2 separate regions of the Sus scrofa genome follow, and region 1 is linked to region 2. Evidence: chromatin contacts called from public Hi-C data. All regions are on one chromosome and are shown on one strand. The core of a region is the stretch at or near the end of the contact, and the rest is flanking DNA. Distances in the headings are between cores, read along the strand shown.

Region 1 (7,358 bases), core at 908-3,407, 45 kb after region 2:
ATGCGCTGCCCTCCGCCTTCAGCCCAGTCCTCCTTGTTCCCTTGGCCCATCTCTGCCCCCTGCTGGTCTCTTCACTGTCGGCAAGCGAGGTCTTCCCCCTCCTCCGCCCCCCTTCACCTGGGTCACCCTCCTGAGAACCCCCACCCCCAAGAGCTTTCGTCTCACCACTCCAACCATGCATTCTCCTACCCATCACGAGCTCCTGCTTCCTTTCTCATTTCATAGTTTTGGAACGATTATCTGGTGAATGGCAATGGCAACGATGGAGAGAAAAGTTTCTAATTTCGATTAGTCGAAAAATATATATATCTCACCTTAAAAATGGCCATAGGAGACATTACTATAGATGGAAATGAGCTAATTTTTCAATTAGTGATTCACATAAACCACAAATATGTTTTAGGGAGATCTCACCTAGAGCCACAATCTGATAAGCAAAAATTTGGCTTTTAGAAAATTGGCATCAGGCGACTTTATTTCTTTAAAAACTATGGAGGTCCAGGAGTTCCCATCGTGGTGCAGTAGTTAACAAATGTGACTAGGAACCATAAGGCTGCAGGTTCACTCCCTGGCCTTGCTCAGTGGGTTAAGGATCCAGTGTTGCCGTGAGCTGTGGTGTGGGTCGCAGACGTGGCTCAGATCCCACGTTGCTGTGGCTCTGGTATAGGCTGGTGGCTACAGCTCCAATTCGACCCCTAGCCCGGGAACCTCCATATGCCGCAGGAGCAGCTCTAGAAAAGGCAAAAAGACAAAAAAAAAAAAAAAACTATGGAGGTCCATAGTGAGCTTGAGGGACTTATGATGTTTAGAGTAGTCATTGCAGAAGCTTTAGTTTAGGACTCTTAAATGGCCTCAGTAGTTTCAGCTCAAGGCTATTGAGGGAGAGACAGTGAAGTATGACAGAGGCTCCCTGCTTCCTCAGGAAGGGCCCTTCTTTCTACCTTCCCCATCCACGATTACCCAGAGAACTGGTTGGAAGTGGGATGAGGGAGGAGAAATTACCCTATAGTGAAAGGACAGGAGCAGAGCAGCTCTGGTCCAGGAGGTACAAGGAAAGGCGACAGTGGGTCAACAGGGAATGTGACATAGGATGTGATCCCCAGAAGCTAGGCACGGTGGTCCTATTGACAGCTCCTCCACCCGGGGCAGGACAAGGTACAAATATTTTCCAGATACATTCAGCCTATCGTACTGACTCTCTGTTAATTTTTTATTATAGTTGAATTACAATGTTCTGCCTATTTCTGCTGTACAGCAAAGTAACCCCGTTATACATATACATACATTCTTTTTTTTTTTCACATTATCCTCTATCGTGTTCCATCACAAGTGATCAGATATGGTTCCTTGGGCTATGCAGCAGGATCTCATGACTTATCCATTCCAAATGCAATAGTTTGCATCTGTTAATGAGTAGATGTGAAGTGGAATCTCATTCTAGTTTGGATTTGCATTACTCTGATAACTATTTATGTTGAGCAATTTTTCATGTGCCATTCGTTGTCCATTTATGTATCTTCTGGGAGAAATGTCAGTGCAGATCCTTCATCCTTTTTTTTTTTTTTAGTCTTTTTGCTATTTCTTTGGGCCGCTCCTGCGGCATATGGAGGTTCCCAGGCTAGGGGTCGAATCGGAGCTGTAGCCACCAGCCTATGCCAGAGCCACAGCAACGCAGGATCCGAGCTGTGTCTGCGACCTACACCACAGCTCACGGCAACACCGGATCATTAACCCACTGAGCAAGGGCAGGGATCGAACCCGCAACCTCATGGTTCCTAGTCGGATTCGTTAACCACTGCGCCACGACAGGAACTCCCTTTCATCCATTTTTAATCAGGTTATTACATCTTTTTTATTATCGAGTTTTCAAGTTCCTATATATTCTGCCTGTATATAATCTTTTATCAAATTTATGATTTACAAATACTTTCTCCCATTCTGTGGGCTGTCTTTTCACTTTCTTGATAGGGTCCTTTGAAGCATGGAAGTATCACATTTTGATGGTCCGAGTTGCCTGAACCTCAGCCATGAGCCAGGTGGCAGAAAGGAAAGTGGGACATTGGCTCAGATCCCAGGTTCTTAACCCCTGTGCCCTCAGGCTGCTCTCTGTCTCCTTTAGCCCTAGACTGAGCCAAGAGCACTGGGCAGGCTCAGACTCTGGGCGCCCTTCAGCCTCTGTTGTTTAAACATTTATTTAACATGTGTTTAAAGGAGAAGCTGGAGCATGAATGAAGACAATGAAGCAGACTCACCCCCTCCAAAGGCAGGTGAGTGGTAAGGAGTTACCAACCAGGCCTGTCCCTCCAGGGTAGCAAATCTCATGCCAAGTATTTATTTTTCTTTTTATTTATTTATTTTTTCAGCCGTGCCCCCGGCATATGGATGTTTCTGGACCAGGGATGGAACCAAACTGCTGCAGTGGCAATGCCAGATCCTTAACCCACTGTGCCACAAGAGAACTCCTCACACCAAGTACTTAAAATTAAATGAAAGGAGTTCTATTAAATACATCTTTCTCCATCTCTTTGCATTCCAAATGATTTTTAACCGCCATGGTTACCGTGTACAGAAAATTAATTTATACACAATGTGGTGGGCTAAACGGACCAGGGTGCTCATGGTCCAAAGTGTTTATCCTGGGGGCTCCCAGGCTCTCCTGGTGACCTCCTGAGTGAGAGGACCTGTGTCACACAGTCTATGATTACTCAGGACAATCCCATTGAGAAACGCTATGATGCAATTGTTCTTATGTAATTACCCTTCTGGAAAAAATTCTTCTAGCTTAACCCTTTCTCAGACCAAAGCATCCTATGCAGGTGTGTTGCAGGGACTCTGGGCTGTAAGAGATTTAAGGAGAATGAAAGAAGGGACTATGTAAAGAGGCAACAGAGCTTTATTGTGTGAGCGGGGGGCGGGGCGGGGGGGGAGGGAACTCAGGATCCAGTATAAACCTTGGGCCATCAGAACAAACAGGGCGCTTCATAGGCCCTCTCAGCCCCAGGAAGAGAAGAGGGAGCAGGGGAAGCTTCAATCTAGAGCAGGTCCTGTCTTGAGGTCTCTCCTACAGATGTCTGTGACACCCAAGGTCTGGGTCAGCAGCAGCCCCCGGAGCCTTCACAGCACCCAGAGCCCCCCGAGGGCTGGCTGCAGCAGTCAGAGCTCTGGTGTCTGCGGTGGGACCTGCGGCGCCTGTGGTGGCTCAGGCAGCAGCCCCCATGCCCAGAGCTGCAGCAGCCCCCTCCCCCAGAACTGGAGCCACAGCAGCCGCCAGAGCTACCACTGCAGCAGGAAGAGACTGGAGGACACTTGGGAGGGCACTTGGGGGGGCATTTAGGGGTGGGGCACTTGGGAGGGGGCTGGCACTGCTGCTGGTTCTGTTGGCAGGACATCTCAACTGAAGTTAAAGCAACCTTAAAGTAAAATGAAAATCCATCAGCACAGACTAAACCATTAGCTATTCTCAAACCATTACCAGTCTTCCAGTAACATGTTTGTACAGCCTACTCTCACTCCAGACCCAAAGTCCCACAATTGCATACAGTTGGCATTCAAGTCCTGTGCATGGACTGTATGCTGTGTACAAAGATCAGTTTGTCACTAGTTTATCCCCATCATCTTATCCCATCAAATGAGTTCACAACTAAGCAGAGGCCCATCCTCTGTATGTGCATCGAGCAGAGGTGTGAAATCTGATGTCCAGGGGACAATCCACAGAGCCTTGAAGAAGATGCTCCCTCTCCCACTGGCCACAAGATCTCTGCTCCCCAAGGCTGATCCTTGCTTTTTCCAGAACTCCTGCCATGTTTCAACCCCTCACCCAGCCTCCTCACTCTGTGCTGCTCTTTCATTCACCACATTTGGGATGTGCTCCAGGTCCCTCTTTTCCATAAAATCCAGAGCCCTCCCTCAGGCTTGGACAGATTCCACTTACCAGGACCAGCCTTGGAGTTAGTTCTCGTTCCTGAGGTGTCAGAAAGGATAAAGAAGAAGGACCAGGGATGCCTTTTATAGGGAGATGCCAGGCTGGGCTCAGAGGTGAGCCTTATCTCTGGAAGTTGCAGGAGCAGCAGCTCTTGCACAACCAAGGAAGGAGTAGGGCCATTCCTGACATTCCCTTCTAGAAAGCCATGGTCATCCCCAGGCTTCCCACCAACTGACAGGGCCTTCAGCAAGTCACACCCTTTCCGGAAGATGAGCCTCGGATGGCCTGAGATTCCCAAGAAGCTGGTCATGGGGCTGAGGCTCCAAAGCCCTGGATCACTGCACGCCAGGCCCTTATGAGATGGGCGGCCACACTTGTGGTTCCAGGCTTGGGACACTTGTCCCAGATGGGGCAGGATAGAAGGAATGAGAGGGCAGAAAGGTTTAAAAGGATTTTTTTCAGGAAAAAGCTACAAGAACTGTATATGTACAATGGAGAAGTAAATAAGCCCAGGATTACATCAAGATATCAAGCCCCATGACCAGGGAATTGATCACGGGATGGAGAGAGAACAAATGATGAGAGGGCTATAGATCTGAGGTCCTAGCAAGACATTCAGTGAAGAGATCCAGGAGACAGTCCGAGATGCCTTCCTGGAGGTTATTCATTCCCAGGCTCAGCGGCCTTGGAGGCAGGTTTCACCCTGGCATTCATTGTTATTTATATATGCATCTATTACATTGATTTATTTAAAGAACCAAGTGTGCCAGGTATCCTGCCGAACCCCATAAGGACCTAAAAAGTGTTTCTGTGCTCACTAGGCCTCACGTTCTGATGGCATCCAGACTGTGGACTTAAACATGAAAAAAAAATACCAAAGAGGAAGCCAGTGCAGCCCAGTCCGATGAGGACACAGCGCGCTGGCACTGTTCACAGTGCTTTCCTTATGGTTCGAGGATGAGAAACACAAAAGGGAAAATGGACTCCAAAGGTCTAGGACTTTTCTATTCTCTGGCTACTGACAACCAGAGGAGTTGGCTCTTGTTGATTTTTTTTCTTTCTGCCTTTTTTTTTTTTTTTTTTTTTTTTTGCTTTTTAGGGCCGCTCCCGCGGCATATGGAGGTTCCCAGGCTAGGGGTCGAATCGGAGCTACAGCTGCCAGCCTACACCACAGCCACAGCAACTCAGGATTCAAGCCGCATCTGCAACCCACACCACGGTTCACAGCAACGCCGGATCCTTAACCCACTGATCGAGGCCAGGGATTGAACCCACATCCTCATGTATACTAGACAGATTTGTTTCCGCTGCGCCACAACGGGAACTCCTTGTTATTTTTTTTTAATTCAATCTCTAAGTATACACACGTGGGTGTACACACACACACACACACACACACACACCCCTCACATAAACACACACTCAAGCCTATCCTACTCTCACCCCATCGTGATTACGAACACCTCTCAGAGAATGAGGAAACTCGGGATGACCAAGCTAAGACAGGGTGGACGCGTCAAAGGGCCCCACAAACCTCATTGCAAAATAATGATTCAGGAGATGCGATTCCGTACAATCTTCTTTAGATCTCATGGACTTTTCTCAAGCGAAGAAGCATTCCAAAAAGCCTAATGGACTGAGAGCTTCTCAGGGCAGAAGTTGTGTCTGATCCATCCCTAAATCCCTGGTTCCTGACAGATGTGCCCAGATGCCATCCAAAATTGCTGAGGGTCGGGCTAACTAAAGGCTTTGTTCATGTGTTGATTCATTCTAGCCTGGACCTGAAAGGTTGGGGGGAGGGGGTGGGGGAAGGCTCACTACTTGATAAGTAAACTGGAGACCAGGCACCTCTAGGTTGACAGGGATGTAGAGGTCACCTACTCTTCTCCCTGGGACCTCAGTGATGAAGCCATCTCTATTTCGTTTACGGCTCTGTCCCTAGCATGATGAGCAGCACAGAGCGTGATCTCAAAGTGAATACATTAATCTGTTTAATCCAAGCTCTTCCGATCACTCACTGGCAAGCCCCGCTCACTCCCTTACTCACCATCACCCCCTGCTCCCACCTGGGCCAGCAATAGTGGAGCTTCCTGTTCAGAAGCCCGTAGTATGGCACACCTTTCCCAGGGCTCTTATTACAGTTTAGGAATAAGCTTTTTGAGAGCTGGGACCCCCTCTAGTTTGCATGTAAGGAAAAGAGGCCAGCCATTTACTTTACTACGTTATTAAGCATCTTCTAGATGCCAAACACACGACAAGGCATGTCTTTCCGTCTTTTCGTTAACATTCAAACCAATGAATAAGATCATAATTTTGAGAAAAGACCCCTATTACTTAGGACACGGATAGATATTTCAAAGGTTATATACTAGAGCTAAAATGTACCCCGGGCTCCCCGACTATTTTGTCACAGAGATCTGCCCTCCCTAGCCTGCCTGTTTCTCACTGAGTTAAGGGGTCATTGCCTTGACTAAATCAGTTCAGTCATCAGTCTTTACAACACAAAGAAATCAAGACTATGTGACTGCCTCTTAGGGGATGTCAGAGGGGGAAGGGAGACCCAGAGTCCCCACTGAAAGCACAGACCCAGGAAGGATGCGTGGACGGAGAGGATTCTTCCAATTCAGGGCTCCTGAGCCAACAGCCCGAGAATGGCTCGTACTTAAAGCAGACTTAAAAGATCCACCTGAAGTGTGGGAGGGAATCAGAATGGAGTATTTCCCCAGAAACAAAAAAACTTTAAATGAACAAACTGTGACTTTGACCTGAGAATTTTAAGGGGACACATAGAGTCTTTATCCAGAGGTCCCAAGTCTACTCTCCAGGATTCTAGCCTGGGACACTGTGGCTGGTAAAGGCCCTTAGACCCTGCCCCAAAGTGTGTGTGTGTGTGGTGGTGGGGGGGGGGGGGGTTCTGGGAGTTCCCAAGGCCTCCTGGGAGGCAGGCACATTGAGGCAGGAGAATGTCAGGAATGACCCAGCACGTGTCTGGTTGTGCAAGAGCCACCTCCTGGGCCTCCCAGAGCCAAGCCTGGAGCCTATAAAAGACATCCTGGCTCTAGCCTCTCATCACCTCTGACTCCCCAGGGACCACTGTGTGCTCCTGCCTGTGACCAGGGTGAGTGGGAAATTGAGCCAGGAGGCTCTGAGCAGGACAGGGAAGGAGGTGACAGCTGGGAGGTGAAGAGCAGAACAGAGGTGGGGAGGAAAGAGGGAGACTGAGGAAAGAGGATCAAGGCTTTGATTCCTGCCACACTGAGCAGGAATAAAATCCAGATGAGAAGATCATGGCTTAAAATGTCCTTGGTGCTTCCCCACTCTGGAAGCTGCCCTGAGCTAAAAGGCCTGGGTCACCTCAAGGGGATGAGGGGTTTATTTTATATGAAGACAATGGCGCTCTGCCAACTCGAATACCGCACGCAGGCTGGTGAAGATG
Region 2 (6,714 bases), core at 3,910-6,409:
CTAACTCAGTAATAAACAAACATTACTGGGCATCAGAAATACCCGGGGTGAGGGCTGATTAAAACACAGCTTTCCAAACCTCACTCCCAGAGTCTCAGCTTCAGTGGGTCTGGGGTGATACATGGGCATTTCTAACAAGGTCCTAGGCGATGCTAATGCTGCTGGTTTGGGTACCATACTGAGAACCAGTGTGCTAGGCCATAAGCTCTGTGATAGCAAGCATTATGTCCCTTTTGCCAGTATCTTCCTAGCAGTAAGCATTTAATATTTGTCAATTTAAAAAAATGAATAAGTGGATTTCACATAAGAGCCTTGGTTTTCCTTTATATAACACAGGCTTTTACTAAGTGGACTCTCAGGTCTTCACCATCGACCCTGTGGGACTAGATCCCTTGGGGGAGGGAAATACATCTGCAGAGTCAGGCCCTGGATTTGTGGTTCCTAACTATGGAGCTGGATCTGGGGGGCCCCTGGGGTTGTGGCCTGTGTGGAGGAGGCCACTCTTGCCAAGGCCAAAGCTACCTCCTGCTGTCCTAATAGGAACCTCTTTCATCCTCTACAGACCAGGGTGGCTCAGGATACTCTCCCTCTCTGGGGAGGGCCCATCCCCAGCAACATTCATTTCCCAGCATCCCCTGTGGCATCCATGTGCTGGGAGTAGAAGGAAGAGGCATCTCATCCTTTCTGCCCCTCCAAATCCTACCTTCATGCACCCAAGACCACCCATGCCTAGTGGAGTTTGGGAGCAATGAAGGAATGCGAAGTCAGCCTCAGATATTTCCTTTTCTATTATGTCAAAAAAAAAAAAAAAAGCGAGTGAGCGAGAGAGAGAAAGCTAATCATTTATTCTGAACAAAAGAAGAGTATCTCCTGTACAAACTATCCCAGAGAGCCTCCATGGGCTCCTCCTCCCCGCCCTCAGCTCCACAGATGTTGCATGGCTGTGACTGATGCCCCAGAGTTGGGTGACCTGCCCAACCCAAGCCTGAGATTTTTACCTCTAAATTAGGGAGCAAGAGTTATTCTCCCTGTCCCTTCATTCCTCATCCCTTTCCCAGCAGAGACCATGGACACTGAGGGGAGACAGAAGCCCCACAAGGAAGCCCCACTCCAGTCTAAAGGGAAGCTTAGACCATGGGTAAAATAAACCCAAGAAGAAAAATTAAAAATAAAAAAACACCTCATCCCAGAGAGTCAGGAAGGAGTGAAACACAGGTATCATTCAGGACTTATAGACTGTGAGGGTATCATCGTCTTTATTGTTACATGGTTTCCTCTTGTCTCAGTAAGGAGCTGCTCATCAAGACAAAGACCATGGCTCAAGTTGCCAACCCATAAGCTTTGCTGAGCAGCTGCCTGCCCCAGGAGAAACATGGGGCTTTAGAGATACTCTTATTCCACTCAAATGGGAATTTATAACCTAGTTGGGCAGGTAAGACAAACACACCTGAAAAGCAAAATGAAAATTCAAGAGATGTTTCAAGGCAGTTGCCAATGGATGGTGCAGTGAGTTCTGTGAAGGCAGCCCAGACTCCTGAAGGTAGGAACACACAGAAAAGGCTCCAAGGAAGAGGTCTTGAATGATGGGTTTGATTCCAGATGCTGGGAGTAGCAGAGAAGTGGTCCAGGTAGTGGCAGAAAAGTGAGCAGAGACCACAAAGTATGTCCTGGGGAACACCAAGATGTGCCCTGGTGGCCGGATTAGTCTGGTCAGAACTGAGGATATGTTTAGGTGAGAAGCTAAGATGCAAGGCTAGATTGGTGTCTGAGACCCAGGTGTGGATCCTGAGAAGGCACGCAGAGTTTGGTCATCACCTCTGAAGCAGGGAGCTTCTGATTATCTTTGGAGAGATTTGAACTGGAATAGGCTGGAAACGGTAGCTTATGAGAATGGAGGAGAAATACTTCCAGGGCAAGAGGTAGGGATGTCTCAGCCATGCTTTCCTTAAAAATAGGCACCCTTTGCTCAAGCGCAGGCCCCACCTTTCACTCCAACATGGGTGCCTCCTTGGCCTCCACACCACCAGGACCCTGTGGCTCTGGAAACACACCACAAGGTCTACAGCTAGCGCCACTCTTGCCCCAGGTTATAACCAGCTGTTCCACAGCTGGGGGCCTCAGTGTCCAGGTGGCATGGACTGGACTCATGACAGCCTAGATCTCTTATGCATGGATTTGGATTTGGGCCTGAGCATGGGCTAGGACAACGCTGAGGCTCCACACATGGCTCTGGGCTTGGGCAGGGCAATGGAAAAGGAATTGGTTCTGGAAGTGGGCAAGATTCTTGGCGCTCACAGCGCTGGGGACATGGACGTGGCTCTGTAGGCTCACACTGCGCTGGGCGAGGACACGGGACTGGACGCGGGGCTGGACGTGGGGCTGGACGTGGTTCCGGACACAGACAGGGTTCTGAAAGTTGCCGTGGTGGAGGACAAGGACGGAACTCTGGACTTGCACATGGTTCTGGACATGAACACATACGTGGAGCTGGAAGTGGGCATGGGCGTGGAGCCGGAAGTGGGCGTGGGCGTGGAGCTGGAAGTGGACGTGGGCGTGGAGCTGGAAGTGGACATCGCTGCAAGGATGGCTCTGGACACTGGTCCAAACGACGCGGAGGACGGAAGCTTGGGAGTGGGCAAGGCTCCGGGTAGGTGGTTCCCCAGGAGGGTCGTGGGGCACATCTCTCAGAGCAGCGTCTGATGGGAGGAATCTGAACAGCACACTTCTGGGGGGGAACCTGCTTAGGGCAGCAGGGGGAGGAAATCTCTATTCGGCACTTGGGTCCACATCTCTGAGTACAGCCTGAAGTGGGACGCCGAGGACAGCCACTGCTATAGATGGGCTCAGAGCGGCGGGGTGGAGTGCAGTAGTTATAGGAACCTGAAGAGCATCTTGATGGCAGGCAGCTGTTGTAGTAGGGCTCAGATCGTCGTGGCGGGGAGCAGCTGCGGTAAGAAGGCTGCAGCTGGCGAGGAGGGAGGCATCTGCTGGTGCTCCGAGAGCGGCGCTGCGCAGTGAAGCTCCCATAAGTGCCCTGGGTCTGACATTGGGGTGCGCAGGTGCTAAACGATGCCCGGGACTGACGCTGGGGGGCGCAGCTGCTGTAGGAGCCCTGATATTGGCACTGCGTGGAGAATCTTCCCTGAGTCTGGCACACTGAGGGACCTGCTACATAAGTCTTGACAGGCTGAGGAGGTGGACAGGGTACATAGGTCTGGACCGGGTATTCCACATAACAAGTTTCTGTATAACAAACTGGAGCACATTCCACGTAGCAGGGCTGCACAGGGCATGGGGCTTCATATTGCACATGGGAACCCTCAGACTGGCATGGAGCCTGGTACTGAACACAGGAAATTTGAGACTGGCTTGGAGCCTGGCACTTGACCTGGGTGGTCTTAGACTTGCAAGGAGCTTGGCACTTCACCTGCGTGGTCTTAGACTGGCAGTTATCTTGGCACTTCACCTGCGTGGTCTGGGACTGACATGGAGCCTGGCATTTTACCTGGGAAACTTGAACTGGGCATGGTGCAGGGCACTCCACAATTTGCATCTCACAAGGAACTTGGACCACCACCTGGCTCCCGGCATAGGGGGACTGGGAAGGGTAGAAGGAGGAACCTGTCACACAGCACTGTGGGAGCGGCAGGCAACACTGAATCTGCTGCTGGTCACACATGGTTCTGATGGGCAGCTAAGCAGAACCTGAGGGTAGAAAGACCAGGGTCAAGAGGGTGAGAGTTGTTGAGGAAGAGGGACCAGGACCAATGAAAAGACACCTGCTTCTTCCCTGGTCTTTCTTCCCCTACCCTTGATTTGCATTCAAGAATCCTTACCGAGTTAGCTGGACCCAAGATTAGTCATTGCCCTCAAGAGCTGCCTTGGATCTGCCAAAGGACCCAACCAGAGGGAGCTTCAAAGGCACAGCCAGGATTGCAGGTGGGCACACCAGTGTCCAGCACAAGAGGGCGCTGATGACAAGAGGATTCCACCACTTCCTCAGGTCCTAAGACGAGGGAGGGAACTCCGCAGGAAATAGAGACAAACCATCCTCCCAGAGCTGTGGCCCAAAGTGGGAACTGCACACACAGGAGCTTAGATATCCTCAAGCATACACAGTGGCAGCACATACACACACACTTATGTGTAAACATGCAAAAATGAACATATGGAACAAGCCCACTGGTACCATCTATGCTCAAAGAAGCATGTTATTGGAGAGTAAAGGATCCAGTCAGTTACTGGGCAGCTCAAATCCAACATAAAATGTTTGTTTCTCTCTATTCAAGCTTTTTAGGTGAATTTGCTTAAACAAGCCCTCATGGACGTATGCTAAACAAGAACATACCAAGCACACGATCCTTGGAAAGGCTCAGGACCAACCTGATGTTAATCACTGAACTGGGTGGTCTGCTAAACTCATAAATGTTTTACCTCCAGCCCCTCTGAGAGGCAGGCTGTGACTACCTAACTTGGGGTAACCCAGAAAGTGCTACTTTCCTAAACCACGAGACTGACATTCAGGCACACATAAGGTTCTCCATGTGTTACAAACACCATATGGGGGATCCATACATGCTCTTCACCACCACACTTATCCAGGGAGAAACTGAGGGCAGTCCCCACTCCTCTTACCTCCCCAAATGTGCCTGGTCACCTGTGTGTGACTGGCAGAGCACAGGACCTGATTTAACAATTAGCTCACCCAACAAAACACATCTCCCAACAAAACACATATTGAAATACTTCTAATGAGGACCCAAGCTTTCCATTGTCCATTTGTAGAGAATAAGTATATATGCCCTTAAGGAACCCTCCTTCACACACGTTTACTTACAAGGTGTAAATTACCAACGCATCTTTTCCAGAGAGAGAGATCCTGAGGAAGGAAAGTGGTACCCGAGGATAAGCCTAGGATTATCCAAGAAAAATACACTGACTTCAGCACCCCAGTTCTTTACCCAAACTCCATGGAAACTCTTCTTCCATCCTTCTAGACTCTTCTCCTCTGAAGGATATATCTCTCTTCCTCTGCTCCCAGTTTCTCCCCTCACTATGCCTCACCCTTATGAATCTGGGCACCCCCTGAACATCATCCAGACCCCAATCCCAGAACCCAAACCCTAGACTCACCCTCCTCACAGGCAAGCAGTCATTAAGGCTGAGGCATCTGGACACTGGGCTGTCTTTATATAAAGGCTTCTGGGTATGGCTTGGACCGTGAGACAACTGGTTGGCATCTGCCTGGCATCACCCAGCTTGGCATTCCAGCAAGCAGTCCCCTCCCTGTATGCCTGTCCTGGGAGTCACCTACAGAATGTGGGAGTGTCTCGCCTTAGTGTCAAAGCTTCTGACCTATTAACGAACAGATTCTTGTTTTCTTCCTCCTTTTTCACCCCAGTGGTTTTTCTCTGTCCCTAGACCACCTGGTGGTGGGGATGATGAGGGTGACAAAGGTATCTTCTCTCTTAGAAGATGATTCCAGGCCCCTACCCTCCTCCTTGTCTCAGATTCTCACCAAATAGATATAAAAGAGGTGGGATTCTCTCTTGAAAATAAATCATAGGCAATTAAAATCATCTCAAAGATAGAGGCAACTCTATAGCATGAAGAGTATATTAGGTCAGAAGTGAGTCTAACATCCCAGGTTTGGCTACTTACAACTGTGACCTTTATAACCAACCTGAATATTAGTTCACTTATATGCAAAATGGAGATAATTAAATCTATTTTCCTGAGTTGTGGTAAGAATGAAGGCAATTGTTTTATACAAAAGTGTCCAGACAAGAATATCTAGCATCCTCTCAGAATGAACGCTGGCCCTGAGCAACAGACACATCTGGACTGATGGTTGCCTGCTTCATCCCAGTCCTGAGCTGAGCAACCTGATGGCTTTACAGCAGGTGCTAAGCTAAAGCTTGAACAGAGCATAGCGCAGAACAGTAATAATAACCTGGCATCCTGAGAGCCAGATACCGTCAAGATGGGATGCCTTTTTCCCTTGTGTGAACATAGTTTTCACTTACATAATTTTATTAGCAATCATTAAATTCAGAAAGAGGGAGACTTTACTAAGATTCCAGATATCTACCTTTTCTTCTAAGGTCAAAAGGTCTGGCATAGATGAGCCTACCTTCCATAATATTAATTAATAGCCGCCCCTCTTAAATAGGGCATATACACTCTTGATTATATCCACAATGCAATGTCAAGTGTAGGTTTCCTTTTGTTGTTTTATTTGCCCTCTTATTTTTCTTGGGTGAAATTAAAGGAAAGTGAAATAATCTCTCTGCCTGTACCATTTTACTTGTTTATGTAAAACCTCCAGCTTCTGTGGGCATTGAAGATTCTGACAAAGATTATGAGCAGAGACTTGAAAGATAGATAGGCTTGGGGTTAAATATGAACTCTAATACTTGCAAATGGGGATTAAAACTCCTTAACCTCCATAAGCCTCAGCTACCTTAACTATGAAATGGGAAGAAGTAAAAGAAGAAGGAGGAGAAAGAGGAAGAGGTAGAGGAAGAGTAAAGAAGAGGAAAAAAAGGAGGAAGAAGAATTAGAAAAGTCATAGGATTAATGTGTGAATTAAATGAGATAATTGATCTAAAGTACTTAGCACCTCATTAGCCATTTATTTCTCTGGGCTTTAGTTTCCTCATATGAAGTTGGGAGTGAAAATATTTGCTTCACCAGGTTCTCATGAAGATAAAA

Evidence for each region. Hi-C and Micro-C count contacts between places; a contact is called where the count stands out from the background.
Region 1: a contact with region 2 is called in a Hi-C map of liver, with 2.4 times the contacts expected there. A contact is called at or near these places in 1 of 5 promoter capture datasets (liver) and 8 of 47 Hi-C or Micro-C datasets (embryonic fibroblasts, liver, skeletal muscle and 1 more).

The regions. Positions count from the first base shown.
Region 1 is chr4:96,796,509-96,803,866 of Sscrofa11.1, forward strand. No RefSeq gene overlaps it. Among named protein-coding and RNA genes, the nearest start is that of C4H1orf68, 24 kb to the left of the region's middle.
Region 2 is chr4:96,748,395-96,755,108 of Sscrofa11.1, forward strand. KPRP (keratinocyte proline-rich protein) reads right to left here and starts at 5,160. Exons shown (of 2, transcript XM_013997107.2): 1 at 5,134-5,160; 2 at 1,244-3,705. The coding sequence starts at 3,679. The coding sequence ends at 2,066.